Linked DNA regions of Pan troglodytes: all the other regions are linked to region 1. The links are chromatin contacts, called in public HiChIP or PLAC-seq maps. All regions are on one chromosome and are shown on one strand. Each heading gives the region's core, a stretch centred on a gene start, on an enhancer-like site or on the middle of the called end of the contact. The rest is flanking DNA. Distances are from core to core; before and after follow the strand shown.

The links. HiChIP or PLAC-seq counts read pairs in DNA pulled down with a chosen protein or histone mark.
Region 2: a contact with region 1 is called in an H3K4me3 HiChIP or PLAC-seq map of stem cell-derived excitatory neurons, with 2.5 times the contacts expected there. The contact joins the promoter of INTS7 here to the promoter of LPGAT1 in region 1. A contact is called at or near these places in 1 of 7 Hi-C or Micro-C datasets (stem cell-derived neural progenitor cells) and 1 of 1 datasets of contacts at active chromatin or transcription factors (stem cell-derived excitatory neurons).
Region 3: an H3K4me3 HiChIP or PLAC-seq map of stem cell-derived excitatory neurons shows a contact between it and region 1, with 4 times the contacts expected there. The contact joins the promoter of NEK2 here to the promoter of LPGAT1 in region 1. A contact is called at or near these places in 1 of 7 Hi-C or Micro-C datasets (stem cell-derived neural progenitor cells) and 1 of 1 datasets of contacts at active chromatin or transcription factors (stem cell-derived excitatory neurons).

Annotation. Positions count from the first base shown.
Region 1 is chr1:37,278,349-37,283,062 of NHGRI_mPanTro3-v2.0_pri, forward strand. LPGAT1 (lysophosphatidylglycerol acyltransferase 1) reads left to right here and starts at 2,020. Exons shown (of 8, transcript XM_001170154.6): 1 at 2,020-2,254; 2 at 3,503-3,767. The coding sequence starts at 3,530.
Region 2 is chr1:37,072,659-37,077,372 of NHGRI_mPanTro3-v2.0_pri, forward strand. It overlaps INTS7 (integrator complex subunit 7), which reads left to right and starts at 2,691. Exons shown (of 20, transcript NM_001280517.1): 1 at 2,691-2,876. The coding sequence starts at 2,783. It overlaps DTL (denticleless E3 ubiquitin protein ligase homolog), which reads right to left and starts at 2,581. Exons shown (of 15, transcript XM_525058.7): 1 at 2,278-2,581. The coding sequence starts at 2,329.
Region 3 is chr1:37,437,046-37,441,759 of NHGRI_mPanTro3-v2.0_pri, forward strand. It overlaps NEK2 (NIMA related kinase 2), which reads left to right and starts at 1,914. Exons shown (of 8, transcript NM_001280514.1): 1 at 1,914-2,121; 2 at 2,996-3,213; 3 at 3,786-4,026. The coding sequence starts at 2,026.

The sequences.
Region 1 (4,714 bases), core at 770-3,269:
AAAACCAGGGCATATCTATACCTGGAACATAATGTGTTGTACTGTTGGTTGAGTTTCAAGAAAAGTCTAATGAGGTTGGAAGCAGTTAATAGGAGGAGATCTGAAAAGATCAAGGAGATTAGGTCTTCCCTACTCCTTCCATAAGGAGATACTGAAATGGCAGAATTCTGCAATGAGAGATGGTGATCAGCAACCCGAGGGGACAGGCCTCAGAAGAAACCAGACCTCCCCACACTTTGATCTCTGATCTTGGCCTTCAGAACTTTGAGAAAATAAGTTTCTGTTGTTTAAGCCACCCAGTTTGCAGTATGTTGTTATGGCAGCTCTAGCTGACTAACACACATGAGAACACATATGATCAAATGATTTAAAATTATGAAGGGTCTAGAAGAGAATGTGATCATCTCAGAATACCTCTAAGTCAGGGTTTCTTAAAGCAAGGTCGGCATACTACTTGCATCAGAATCACCTATGACGCTTTTTAAAAAGCAGGTTCTCAGGTCCACTGGACCTAGATTATTAAAATGTTCTGGTATGATGCCGAAGAATCTGTCTCTTTGGTAGACACTTCAAGTGTTGTTTTTGTACACTAAAGAGCCAGAGGTCCTGCCCAACCTCTGGCTCTTTTCTGAGCCTGAAAATGAATTCTGGGCCTGGTACTAATTGCATTTCATCAAGTGCTGCTGTGTCTGGTCCTCTGGCAGATGGTCCCTGATCCAGGAATCACGTGTAAATCCCATTGTAGGTTATCTCTCTCCAGGTGTCAGCCAACGTTTACGCAGCATGTGGGAAAGCTGAATTGGATGGACCAGATGGAATCCTTAGAGTTTATTCTTGATTGTGGAAATAAATATGTGCCTCACCTATCTTACTTAAGAATATAATGACATATTTTGAATAATAAAGTATATATATTATCTCTCTCATGAGATTTATTTAAAGATCTTACTACCTTGTCAATAAAGAGACAATGCAAGGAATAGAATGGGGCATATCTTTCCTTCACCTGTGGACCTAAGAGGAACTGAAATTAGAGAAAGTTGAGAGTCCAGAGCAAACGCTGTGATGAACATTTTCAAAATAGGCAGAATAGGTGGCATTCTGATTCAAATATGGCAGTTCCCTAGGGAGTGTGAAATCTGCCCTGCCCCATCCCCTCCATTTACAAATGTGCTTAAGGGACATAAGGTTTTATAAACAGGATTTTTAAAAACTAAAATTTAGGCAGATCATTTAAGAATGCTCAAGGGGGTAGGTCAATGGACTATTTCTCTATTTTCCTTCAGGTGGTCCAGCCTTTGAACCAGAATGCAGCTATAGTATCCCAAGCGACGGGGTCTGTCTAGGAGTTCCCATGGCCACCGTTTTTTGTCTTTTCGGTTTTTCTTTTTATGGCGGGCGGGTGAGTACTTACTTAATGCTAGGCACTTGGTTGTTTTTTCCTTCTTGACTAACCAGATTTCAGTTTCTCTGTGTAGACCATTCATTCCCACTGAGTTTCTTGGTGGGGTGGTGGGGGCGGGGGCGATGAATGGGAAAGTGGAATTGCCATTAATGTTCCAGCTGCTTTCCTGAAACAAGACTTTTGACCGTAAAAAGAATGAATTTGAAACTCTAGACAATAATACACTGCAGAGGTTAAGAAGAAAAGCCATGAGTGCAACCGGGTTTCATTAAGAATGAAAAGTGGACATTTAGCCGTCAAGGAGACAGGTTCCTAGTTTGGGCAGAGAAGAGAGCCCTAACAATGAAAGGCGGCCGTGTTGGCTGAAAAGGGGCTCTCAACTGAAACCAAGGCACTCCTGGGGTGTGAGGATGGGTGTTCATTCCTAGACCTTTCCGAGCGGCCCTTTCCCTCAGTATGTTCTGGACTCACTGAGGTCCTGGCCGAGCGTCCAGGTAGCCCCGAGGGCCCCGACTCGCTGGCGCAGGGGTAGGGGGAGCGGGCCAGGCGGGGCAAGCGGGCCAGGCAGCGGCGGCGGCGCTTTCATTAGAGGGCGCTGTGGGGGCGGCTCCGCCGCAGTCCCGACTCCCGCCGCTTCCTCCCGCCGCTCCTCCCCGCCAGTCCCGGCGAACGCGGCCGGGCCCTTGGGGACCGAGTCTCGGCGCCGCCGGGGAACGGGCGCGGGCCGCGCCACAGCCGGAGCGGGGCAGGGCCCCGCCACCGCCTTCTTCCGCCGGCCCCGCCGCCGGCCATGCATTCTTCCGGCTCCTCTGACTCCCAAAGCCCCGGCCGGGGCCCGGCCAGCCCGAGGTAACCCCCGGCTCGGCGGTCGCAGGCCCCGGAGCGGCAGCGGAGCCGGGCCAGGGGAGGCGCTGGGGGCGGGGAAGGGGGTGTCGTCGTCGCGTGGCCCGGGGAGGCGGCAGCGGCCTGAGGGACGAGGGCGCGGTAGGCCCCGGGGAGGAGGCGGGGGCGCGGGGCGTCCGCCCGCCTCCCCGGGACCCGCCCCGGTGACAGGTCCGGCCTCTGAGTCCCCGCCGTCCCTCTGTCCGCAGGCAGCCGCGAGGGGAGTAGGGCGCCAGCGCGCCCGCTCGCGCAGCGCCTCGGGCCGCTTGGGCCGCCGCCGCGTCCATGACCGCGACCCCTCGGCGGGGGACACCCGCCCCCGCGCTCCGCAGCCGCCCGCCGTCCGCGCCCGCCGAGGTGAGCCCGGCGCGCGGGCCGCGCCCGCCGCCACGACCCTTCCACATCCGCGGAAACCGCTGCAGGCTCCACCGGCTCCCCGCGCTGCGGTCGCCTCTTCTCTGCCCCTTTCATCATCCCCCGCTTCCTTGCCCTCTGGTCGGAAATCTCATTCTCTTCATCCCCAGTTCATTGGCTTTTACCTCTTTCTGGCTTTTGCTCCCTTCCCCCTACTCCTGTTCTTCCTCTTTTTCGCATTATAACCCCCTACTTTCTTCCTCTCACCTTGTAAGCTTTTTTTCTAGGCCCCCCATTTTTTTTCTTAAAAAAAAAGGGAAACAAAAACCCTATTGCTACAAATGAGAATTTTGAGGGTAACTCTTCGCTAGAGCCAGAGACCTTTTAAAGGAATGCATCGGTGTGCAGGAATCGTGGTGGTGAGGAGACTGAGGTCCTCAGTATCTGGGAAATCTTATTGAGGGGACCCTGTTTCGGTCATGTCACTTGTGTCTTCAGTTTGGAGATCCTGAGGTTGTCTGAAGCGAGTGGATCTATTTTTCTAAGTCCAATAGACGACCGCAGTGAGACACGGTGCGGGGACGGCCACCGATTACTGAATGGGAATTGTGTTATCATTTGCTAAATATATTGTGACATACTTCGTGCCTCGGTGAACAGCTCCCTTGACCTTGTGCGGCTCCTCCTCCCTCGCTCTCTGTCCCCCTCTGGAATTTCCCCTGAGAGATCACCGAGGTACTACAACCGGAAAGCTTCGACCCTCGCTGTTTTATTTTGTGCTGGGGGCGATTTCTATGTTGGTGACTGTTTAGATGTATTTAATGAATTTTCCTTTTTAAGTGAATTTTTCTTTCACCCCAGAAAGACAGGACGGAGTCCAGTGTGAGAATGGCTATAACTTTGGAAGAAGCTCCGTGGCTGGGCTGGCTCTTGGTGAAAGCACTGATGAGGTTTGCCTTCATGGTCGTCAACAACCTGGTTGCTATTCCATCCTACATCTGCTATGTAATTATACTTCAGCCCCTTCGAGTGCTGGACAGTAAGCGGTTCTGGTATATCGAAGGAATCATGTATAAATGGCTTTTAGGAATGGTAGCTTCCTGGGGATGGTATGCTGGATATACAGGTAAGAGTGAGAACACTTTTCTTTAATGCATAAGAAAAAATTTGTCAGGAACCATGATTAAATGTATATTACACTTTGGGTTGAGGATGCTTTCATGTCTTCACTATTGAAAAAAATAAAAAGAAAACAGTTCTATTGGGTTTCTCTTCAGAATCTCAGGAAGACCGATGTTTTCAGAAGTATAATTTCATAATTATGTATTGGTAAATTTCTTAGTGTTTTTATTGTGATTGACATACATTTATTAAAACTGGTCTGCAAAAGCTCTGGTAGAGGAATAGGAGTGCGTTGTATAGGACTCGAGAGCTTATAAAGTGAAGATGTAAGATATTTCATCTATTTCATGGAAGATGCCCATAAACATTGGAAATTTAGAAAAACAATGGGACCATATTTGTGCTAAGATAGTTTAATAAGTTTCTTCATCATTTAACGTGATATTGTACTGTTAGCCTTTTGAGCAAGCAAAAATGGCTTTCTTTTACGTGTTTCTTTTGTTTATTAGAATCTATATTTTATCTCATAAATCTGAGAGTATTAATATAAAAAATTAAGTTAACTTTGTTAAGCTAATTTATCTTCTGAGTGTCTTTAAATAGATTGTGATTTCTGCCTTTAAATTGCATTTGGGGAAGCAAGAGTAACACTATTCAGAAGTGGACTTTTATAGAACTAAATGAGAAGTGTTTATTTTCTGAGATAAACCTTATATGCTTTGAGAACTTATGCCCTTGCTGTGAAAATTCTGTATCGTTTATTGTATTTATTTGATTTTTTTCCCTTAAGAATTAAGATAATGAAAAAATCATAGAGGTTTTTAGCACTTGTCAGATGTGGAGGCTTTTAGCACAGAAATTCCTGCCTGATAGGCAGGCTCCTTGGAGATCATGCAGATGCTGTGGTCAGTAGAGGCTGTAGTTCATAGCTTGGCAGAGTGAGGAGGGGTA
Region 2 (4,714 bases), core at 1,441-3,940, 210 kb before region 1:
TGGCTGTGTGGAGTTTGTACACGCTCTTCCCATGTTCATAGGGGTTTTCTCCAGGTACTCTGGTTTCCTCCCACATGCCAAAGATGTATGTGTATGTTAGGTTCACTGGTGTGTCTACATGGTCCCAGTAGACAATGAGTGTGTGTGAGTGCTTCCTGTGATGAAATAGTGTCTAGTCTAGAGCTGGTTTCCACCTTGTACCATGAGCTGCCAGGATAGGCTCCGGGCACCCACAGCCCTGAGCTGGAATAAGTGTGTCAGAAAATGAATGAATACAAATAATTGTAAAATAAAAATGGGTAAACTTTACAATAATCATACAAATGAATGACAATAAACGATTTGGTATGAAAGGGCTCAGTGAGCTGCCATATTTGTGATTGTTTTTGAACTGGGTGGTGGTAGGAGGTGCTCCTTCCAATTTTCACTTTGCAAACACTTATTCCTTGATTTAGCCCACCGCCACTATGACCGAGGTCACTCGCTGATACACCAAAACTTGGATAATTATCTCACCTGTTTTTATTATTATCAAATATATGTATAGCACACAATTATTTCAACATTTAATATTAAAAGTGCTTTGAGTCTTTCTTTAGAAGTTCGGTGGTGTTTGTGTGACCAAAATATGCCACTGAAACAATTCTTATTTATATCAAGTAGCCTATGGTAGAGTTAGTTTAGTTATACACTGTTTTCCCTAAAGTCACAGTTTCCAAGAGCCTATCTAGACATTAAGTGAGGACTTACTATATAAGTAACAGAAGGTTGTATGTATGTAGAAGTGGAAGAAGCCCTGGTTGTGGCTGTGATCATCCAAAGGAGTAGGTAGAAGAAGAAAAGGGGTCAAGGATGGAACACCAACACTGAAGAGGAAAGGAGATGATTCTATAGATTGCATATAATAACGAATGAATTTCAGTGACTATTATGTAACAACGAATGAGTACTTGAGAATAGGAAAGAGGGAAGGGAAAGGTAAACACATGGAGAATTAGGAGAAAATCTGTCACAAAATAGAGGCTGAATAGCTCCCCCAGGACACACATATAGTAAGGTGTGGAGGTATAATAAAACCCAGGCAGTTTAACTTCAAAGACAGAGCTCTTAGTCACTGTGCGTACTGTCACTCTTAAACAGAGGACAAAGAAGTTACTCAAACAAGGTCCCAGGAGAGACAGAAAGAGGAGCATTTAAGTATAATTACAAAGATTATCTAAGAGGGAAATAAATAAGGATGGTATAAAGTTTCAGACTGCTAGCAGGAAGTTGAGGGACTACTTCTCAGTCTCTTTCTCAATATTATTTTCCTAGACTCATCCCTGAATATAAAAATTCCCTTCTCAGGTTCGTTTTCCACATAGTTTCAAGGGGAAAAAGAACCTCTGGCTATAGTCGACCTTCACATGAGTGAGATTTTATTTCTGTCCAAGGTTAGTCTGGGTAGTTTAGCTCCCTTATCTGAAACTTACCAAAAAGTTTAAGTTGATGACATCCAAATCTAACCTCAAATCTCTTACTGCCAATGTTTTAGCGTAAGAATATAAGTTAGATTTCTACGTATTAACATGGGAATAAGTTCAACTTATACCATTAAAGTGAAAAAACTGGACATTTTGATCCGATTTCTGAAAATAATAGGTATTACCTCTAGCATCGAAAACATCTGGAATAATATACTTCAATCTATTAACAGAGGTCATCTCTGGCGGATGTGGTTACAGGCATCTTTCACTCTATAATTTAAATTTTTATGACCGTGTAGTAAACGGGGAAAATAAGATTTTGTTCCTGTTAGAAGCAGATATCCTGTCTTCTCTGCTTGACTGAGTTCCTTAACAGCGGGTCATATTCACTGGTATATACCTATAGCACATAGCTGGGCTCACTAAGATTCCACAACAAACGAATGAATTAATCAATGATTAGGAGTTTTGAGCATCTCAAATAACTGTTGAGGGAAACATATACACACAAATGCATGCATTTTCCCGTTAACGCGCAATGGAGATGAAAGCTGTAAGGGGCCTTGGAAGGCAGTTATTTCGACGTCCCTGCCTACGTTACGATTTTAAAAGCCCGATTACGATTACAAGTGTCCCGAGGGGATGAAAGTACAGCTTTCTTTAGTAGTCCCTGCTAACACTAATTTACCCTTGCCATGGGAGAACTCAGAAGCTGAGTTCAGAATTGGAGTCGGCCCTGGTCGGAGGTGGCGTGTGTTTCGGGGAAAATGAATTCCGCCAGCTCCGAGCAGCGGTTGGGACCGTTACTCACCATTTCTCAGGACGCCAAGCTGGGGCTGGCGGAGCACCGAATTGAAGAGCATCAGGGTCGGAGGAAAAGGCTCAGCTGAGAGAAAAGTCGTAGAAATGCCTCCAAGTTCAGCAGAAATCGCAGCTTGCGCCTCTCACAACACAAATCGTTATCGCCTCCAACTCCCGCCACTGTAAGCCCCGGCCGCCAAACTCCGCGCCAAACTGACGTCACGCTCTCTGATTGGCTTCCGAGCGACGTCCGGGCGCCTCAGAGTCATTTCCCCCTTCGGATCCCCGCCTCCTTTTCTCCCAGCCGCGGGAACCTGGAGTCCAAGAGCTCCTTGAGCGCCTGCGCAGGGGGTAGCCGAGGCGCGGACAAACCGCGGGGTGACCAGGGCGCATGCGTAACAGGGCTTGACAGCGCGCGGAAGAAAAACCAGCAAGAAGGCGGCGGGGGAAGATGGCGGTCCTGGGGTAGAGTTTGCAATCTTTCTGACTAGGCTAGTCGAGTAACTATTCGGGTCATGGCGTCAAACTCAACTAAGTCTTTCCTGGCAGATGCCGGCTATGGCGAACAGGAACTGGATGCCAACTCTGCCCTTATGGAATTGGACAAAGGTATTCGAAAGAGGGGCTGAATGGGTGAAACAAGCGTGGGGGGAAGTGGCGCCACCAGGTGGTGGTTGCTTTGGGAGAAGACGGATAGGCGCATGCGCATATCTTCGCTGGGCGGGGAGCGCCTGTGCTTTTGCTGGGGCGTGGGCTTTGACCCCTTCGGGAGGTTGCGGAAAATTTGCAGGATTGTGTGACTGGCCTTATAGCGGCTAAACAAGTAGCGAGCTCTAGTGAGAGGCCCGTTTTGACCACTTGAGGGAGCAGTCCCCCGATTTTCTAAGCAGTGACAGTGGCTAGTTTCTAAGAGACACTGCAAAGAAATTGTGAAATTGGTTTTCAGTCTGTTCAGTTGAGACCAGGTCTTCATGAAATGTGCTGAATAGTAATCTTGCACCGACTTGACAGCGATTCATTTGATTTCCATAGCTCTGTTACCTGCGGGTTACAAGGCAGGCTAAACCTGGCCAAGACCATAAAAAAGCAAGGGCCCTGCTCATTCTCTGCGGACAAGTTCCAGGAGTTCTGTTTCCGTACAGGGAGCAGCTTGGTGTAGAAGGAGCTTTGGGGTTACACTGAGTTAAATTTCAATGCCGATAATTTTATGATTAACTTCATCTAGCCTCGGTTTGTCGTCTGCAAAGTGGGTACAGTACCATTGAGCCGGCAGAATTGTATTAAGTGACTTAATGGTATGCAAAAGAAGCATTTAGTAAATGCTGAAGAGATATACCTCCCTTCTTAGATGTGGATATGGGAGGCAAGGTCGGAAATTTGTTAGTAAAGAACTCGACTAGTAATATGAAACCTTTATTTCATATTAAGGATTTTTATTGTACAGGAAACATTTCGGCAGCTGGTATACAATTAAATCTTGATTAATTGTAGCCAATATATAATGTTGGAGAACTGGACTAGAACTCAGAAGGATTTGAGCCACTTCCCAGTTTTCTGAGTTGGACATGTCTATTAACTTTTTTGGGACTCTTTTTCTGTTTGTTTTTTAAACTGAATATTTTTAGTGGGTTAGTCTAAATAAGAGTTTCTCAGGCTCTTAAAAAAGCTTTTACCTTATTTTGATAAACACAAAAATTTCACAGCCCCCTAATGGGATATTCTTTTGGTTGAGTCTCAGTATCTTTAGTGCACCCCCATCAACCAAGAAAATTATGTTGAACTTTTCTTTCTCTTACCAAATCTTTAGGGGTTTTCTCCTCTGGAAAAAAAAAAAAAAACTATAATACTAAATGTGTTTTTCTTTTTTTTTTGGAGACAGAGTGTTGCTCTGTTGCCCAGGCTAGAGTGCAGTGGCGCCATCTCGGCTCACTGCAACCTCCGCCTCCCGGGTTCAAACGGTTCTCCTGCCTCAGCCTCCCGAGTAGCTGGAATTACAGGCGCCCGCCACCACGCCCGGCCAATTTTTGTATTTTTAGTATAGACGGGGTTTCACCATGTTGGCCAGGCTGGTCTCCAACTCCTGACCTCAGGTGATCCGTCCGCCTCGGCCTTCCAAAGTGCTGGGATTTACAGGCATGAGCCACCGCGCCCGGCCTTAAATGTGTTTTTCAAACACTTTCCTCCTCATTCTGATACATTTCTTTCTTATTCCTCAGTGAAAGTTACAGGTCAGGATAATATCTAATATCCCTACAAGTTCTAAGGACATTTTCTACCATTCTGGTGCAGCTGAGCTTGTCTCATGCTGACAGTAGGATAGTGGTTGTGGAACAGGGATAAAGATGGGGCACTGAAGAGGAGTCTAGAATGGTTTAATTCCTCAAATTTTGCAGTTGTAAGAAAAAAACCACAATTTTTCCTTTTTAAAGAAGAGTTGAAATGAAAAT
Region 3 (4,714 bases), core at 664-3,163, 160 kb after region 1:
GCTGGGATTACAGGTGTGAGCCACCATGCCCGGCCAGGGCTCTGTCTTATACAGTTTCATGTTGCTATAATAGGATGCCACAGACTGGACAATTTATAAACAATAGTTTATTTGGCTCACGGTTCTGGAAGCTAGGAAGTCCAAGATCAAGGGGTAGCATCTGGCAGCAGCCTTTTCTCTGGGTCAAAAAATAGCGGAAGGCATCACATGGTAAGAGAAACAGCAAGGGAAAGCCAAAACGCATTTTTATAACCAACCGGCTCTCAAGATAACCCACTCCTGTGATTACGTTAATCCATTCGTGAGGGCGTAGCCCTCATAACCCAATCAATTTAAAGGTCTCACCTCTTAACACTTTTGCATTAAGAATAAAGTTTCCAACACATGAACTTTGGGGGATACATTCAAACCACAGCAAGCTCTATGGATACCAATCTGTAAGAGGCACAAAAATAAAAAAAATGATGCTAATTAACACAGCCACTTGCAGTTCCTTACATAACTTTTGAAACCTAAATTGGTCCTATTCCCCTGAGGTAAGACAGTGCCCTTGAATGTTAATTTAAAAATTCTCCTGGTTGGCAATTCCAATTATCTTATGTTATATTCAGGGCATGTAATAAGTCCCTTATTTTTACATAAAGAGCTTTTAAATTCTTATTAATAGAAAATCAGGTGTCTTTTAATCCTTTGCTGAACAGATATTTAAAGAAAACTGGCCTGTTCATGCATTTCCAAATTATTAGCTTTCTGGTAATGTACATATTCCTCTAACAAGCCCTGGATGGAGGCCTCTAAGTCCTCCTTCCCCGGTAAATATGGGGCTGTTCATTTGGCTGGGTAAGCTGAGAACGTTGGTTTGTGTGGGTGCGTAAAAGAGAATCTGTGTTCAATGAAGTATTGTCAATAGGGTTAATTATGTATTTGGCACACATAAACGGGACAAGACGTGTAAAGTACTTGGTAGGAGAGCGACTGTATTTCTTCTTTTTTTTTTTTTTGGAGACTGGGTGTCACTGTGTCGCCCAGGCTGGAGTGCAGTGGCGCACGGCTCACTGTAACCTCTGCCTCCCGGGTTCAAGCAATTCCTCATGCCTCAGCCTCCCAAGAAGCTGGGATTACAGGCCTGCAACCCCATGCTCTGTTACTTTTTTTTTTTTTTTTTTTCATTTTTAGTAGAGACGGCGTTTCGCCATGTTGGCCAGGCTGGTCTTGAACTCTTGGCCTCAAGCAATCCGACAGCCTCGGCCTCCCAAAGTGCTAGGATTATAGCCGTGAGCCACAGCGCCCGGCCTAATTTTCGTATTTTCAGTAGAGACGAGGTTTGCCCTGTTGCCCAGGCTGGTCTGAACTCCTGGGCTCAAGCGACCCACCCACCTCGGCTTCCCAAAGTGCTAGGGTTACGGGCGAGCGTGAGTCACCGCGCCCACCCGGGAGTCTGTATTTCTAATTTGTATTCAGCTCTCAGCATATCCTCAACGTGACCCCACCCAGGTTCAGGGTACTGGAACCTGAGCGAGGAAGTCGTGTGCCGGGGAGAGTAGGTAGTGTGAGGGGCCAGAGTGCAAAGGTCAGAAGGCATCTGGTGGAAGCGGTGTGCAAAGAAGCCTGAGGGGAGGTCCTTAGATCTCGGTTACCTTGGCGATCTCTACCAGAGGGTTAGAGTTGCCGAGAGGCGCCAGCTGCCGCTTCCTTTCTCCCGCCCTCCGTTTGGCTTAGCTCGCCCAGTTCTCCCACGGGTTAAAAGCAGACGCCGACGCGGTTGCCTAGTGACACTTTTCCCAAAATGCCTAGGGTATTGTTGTGGTCTTCTTAGCCAATCAGAGAGGCGAAGAGGGCCCACCGCCTGCCAATAGACTGCAAGATCAGGGCCCGCGACGGTTAAACGGGGCCCAAGGCAGGGGTGGCGGGTCAGTGCTGCTCGGGGGCTTCTCCGTCCAGGTCCCTGGAGCTCCTGGTCCCTGGAGCTCCGCACTTGGGGGCGCAACCTGCGTGAGGCAGCGCGACTCTGGCGACTGGCCGGCCATGCCTTCCCGGGCTGAGGACTATGAAGTGTTGTACACCATTGGCACAGGCTCCTACGGCCGCTGCCAGAAGATCCGGAGGAAGAGTGATGGCAAGGTGAGCGTGGGACCTACCCTGCGCCTGCCCCTGCTTAGGTTTCGTCGCCCCGGGGCGAGCGCCCTGCGCCACCGAAGGGAACCGAGAGGGCTGAGGAAATGGGTGCCCGGAAGACTAAACCGTCTTTCCTGGGTCTGCATCTGACAGCCTGTCCTGGGTGGCTTAAAGGATGGGAGACCGCTTCTTTTGATATATGTATTTCCATCTTTTCCCGTTTCTCTCCCCATTTCTCTCTTTCTCCTGCTTTGGCTTGCTAAGGACCTTCCATTGGTGACACGTAACTAATTCCTGAGCTGTTTTTAGAGCTCTAAGAGTGGCCCTCTCTCAGGCACAAGAAAGGGGCAGGACTACCAGAACCCGAAGCTTTGTATCTGCAGTCAGACTCCCTCAAAATATCCATTATTAGGATTATTGGATTCATATTTCCCAATGTATATAGGTAGAACTTTTACAGAAAGTAACATTGGACAGGAAACTGCCTGGCTGCTGATGGAGGGATCTTTACCAAGGTGTCTCATCCTGGGGAAACACGACTGGGGTGGAATGGGGCAGGGACTTTGACCACCTTCACCCCAATTTTGACTATAGTCAAACCTTTTAGCCAACTTCCCACTAATCAACTGAGGGTAGGGGTTGGGGGAGTCCTCATGTGCCTCATTCCCGTTTATCTCCCCACAACATCATTTACTGCTTAGAACTGGAGGAAGATTATGGAAGTAAACTCACAGCTCCTTAAGTTCATTGAACTAAATTAGATAATGACCTTGATTGTAGGATATAATTAAAAGAGAGGTAATTTGTTAAATCTTGGAACTTTCATTCTTTGTTTTTGAGCATAATGAGTTCATTCATACCTTGGAAATTCTTATTTCAGATATTAGTTTGGAAAGAACTTGACTATGGCTCCATGACAGAAGCTGAGAAACAGATGCTTGTTTCTGAAGTGAATTTGCTTCGTGAACTGAAACATCCAAACATCGTTCGTTACTATGATCGGATTATTGACCGGACCAATACAACACTGTACATTGTAATGGAATATTGTGAAGGAGGGGATCTGGCTAGTGTAATTACAAAGGGAACCAAGGAAAGGTAAGCATAATCTTTTAAAAATGTAAGCTGAAATTGGTCTAGTTTCATTTATTTTAAGCATCTTGTTTTGGGATCAGTAATATGGAAGAGTGTACTTGTACTTGTTTGGTAGGTCCATAGTACTTCAGAAAATTCCCAGTGAATCAACACCCATATTTTATATCAAAATAACAATTTATAGGCTGAGTGTGGTGGCTCACACCTGTAATCCCAACACTTTGGGAGGCCGATGCGGGAGGATCACTTGAACCCAGGATTTCAAGACCAGCCTGGGCAACATAGTGGGACCCTGTTTCTACAAAAATTAGCCAGGTATGGTGACATGTGCCTGTAGTCCAAGCTACTTGGGAGGCTGAGGCAAGAGGATTGCTTGAGCCTGGGAGGTCGAGGCTGCAGTGAGCCATGATCGTGCCACTGCATTCCAGCCTGGGTGACAGAGTAAGACCCTGTCTCAAAAAATATAAATAAATAAATAAATAATTTCCCTATTTGTACACTGGATAATTTATATCATCCCATCTTGGCAATGATTTTTTTAGAAGTTATATGCTGTATAACTGCTTTGGTTTCAGGCAATACTTAGATGAAGAGTTTGTTCTTCGAGTGATGACTCAGTTGACTCTGGCCCTGAAGGAATGCCACAGACGAAGTGATGGTGGTCATACCGTATTGCATCGGGATCTGAAACCAGCCAATGTTTTCCTGGATGGCAAGCAAAACGTCAAGCTTGGAGACTTTGGGCTAGCTAGAATATTAAACCACGACACGAGTTTTGCAAAAACATTTGTTGGCACACCTTATTACATGTCTCCTGTAAGTATTTCAGAATTTAGCTACTTTTTAAAACATCTTTTATTTTTGTTTTCTTGTTTGTTTGTTTTTGAGACAGAGTCTCGCTCTGTTGCCCAGGCTGGAGTGCAGTGGTGTGATCTTGGCTCACTGCAATCTCTGCCTCCCAGGTTCAAAGGATTCTCCTGCATCAGCCTCCTAAGTAGAATAGCTGGGACTACAGGTGCATGTCACTATGCCTGGCTAATTTTTGTATGTTTAGTAGAGACAGGGTTTCATCATGTTGACCAGGCTAGTCTCGAACTCCTGACCTCAAGCGATCTGCTCACCTCAGCCTCCCAAAGTGTTGGGATTACAGGCGTGAGCCACCATGCCCAGCCAAAACATCTTTTAATGTTAAGCATTCTGAAGCAGGGAAATTGAGTTTTCTGTTTGTTTAGTAATATCTAGTAGCCAAGAATTGAAAATACTGTTATATTTTTCCACATGGACCACCAGACCAATAAAGTCTATATCAGTTTTTGTTTGCTGCATGAGTTATGTGCATTAATGTAAGTATGATGAAGACAGATTCCTAGTCTAAGGTTTGCGCCGTTTGTCATCTCTCACTGGGTTCAATTTTTTGAGCATTCATGCAAATTAAAGCATATTCAGTTCAAGCTTTTATGGAATGACTATGATGCATTAAACTCAAGGATTACAAAAATGAAAT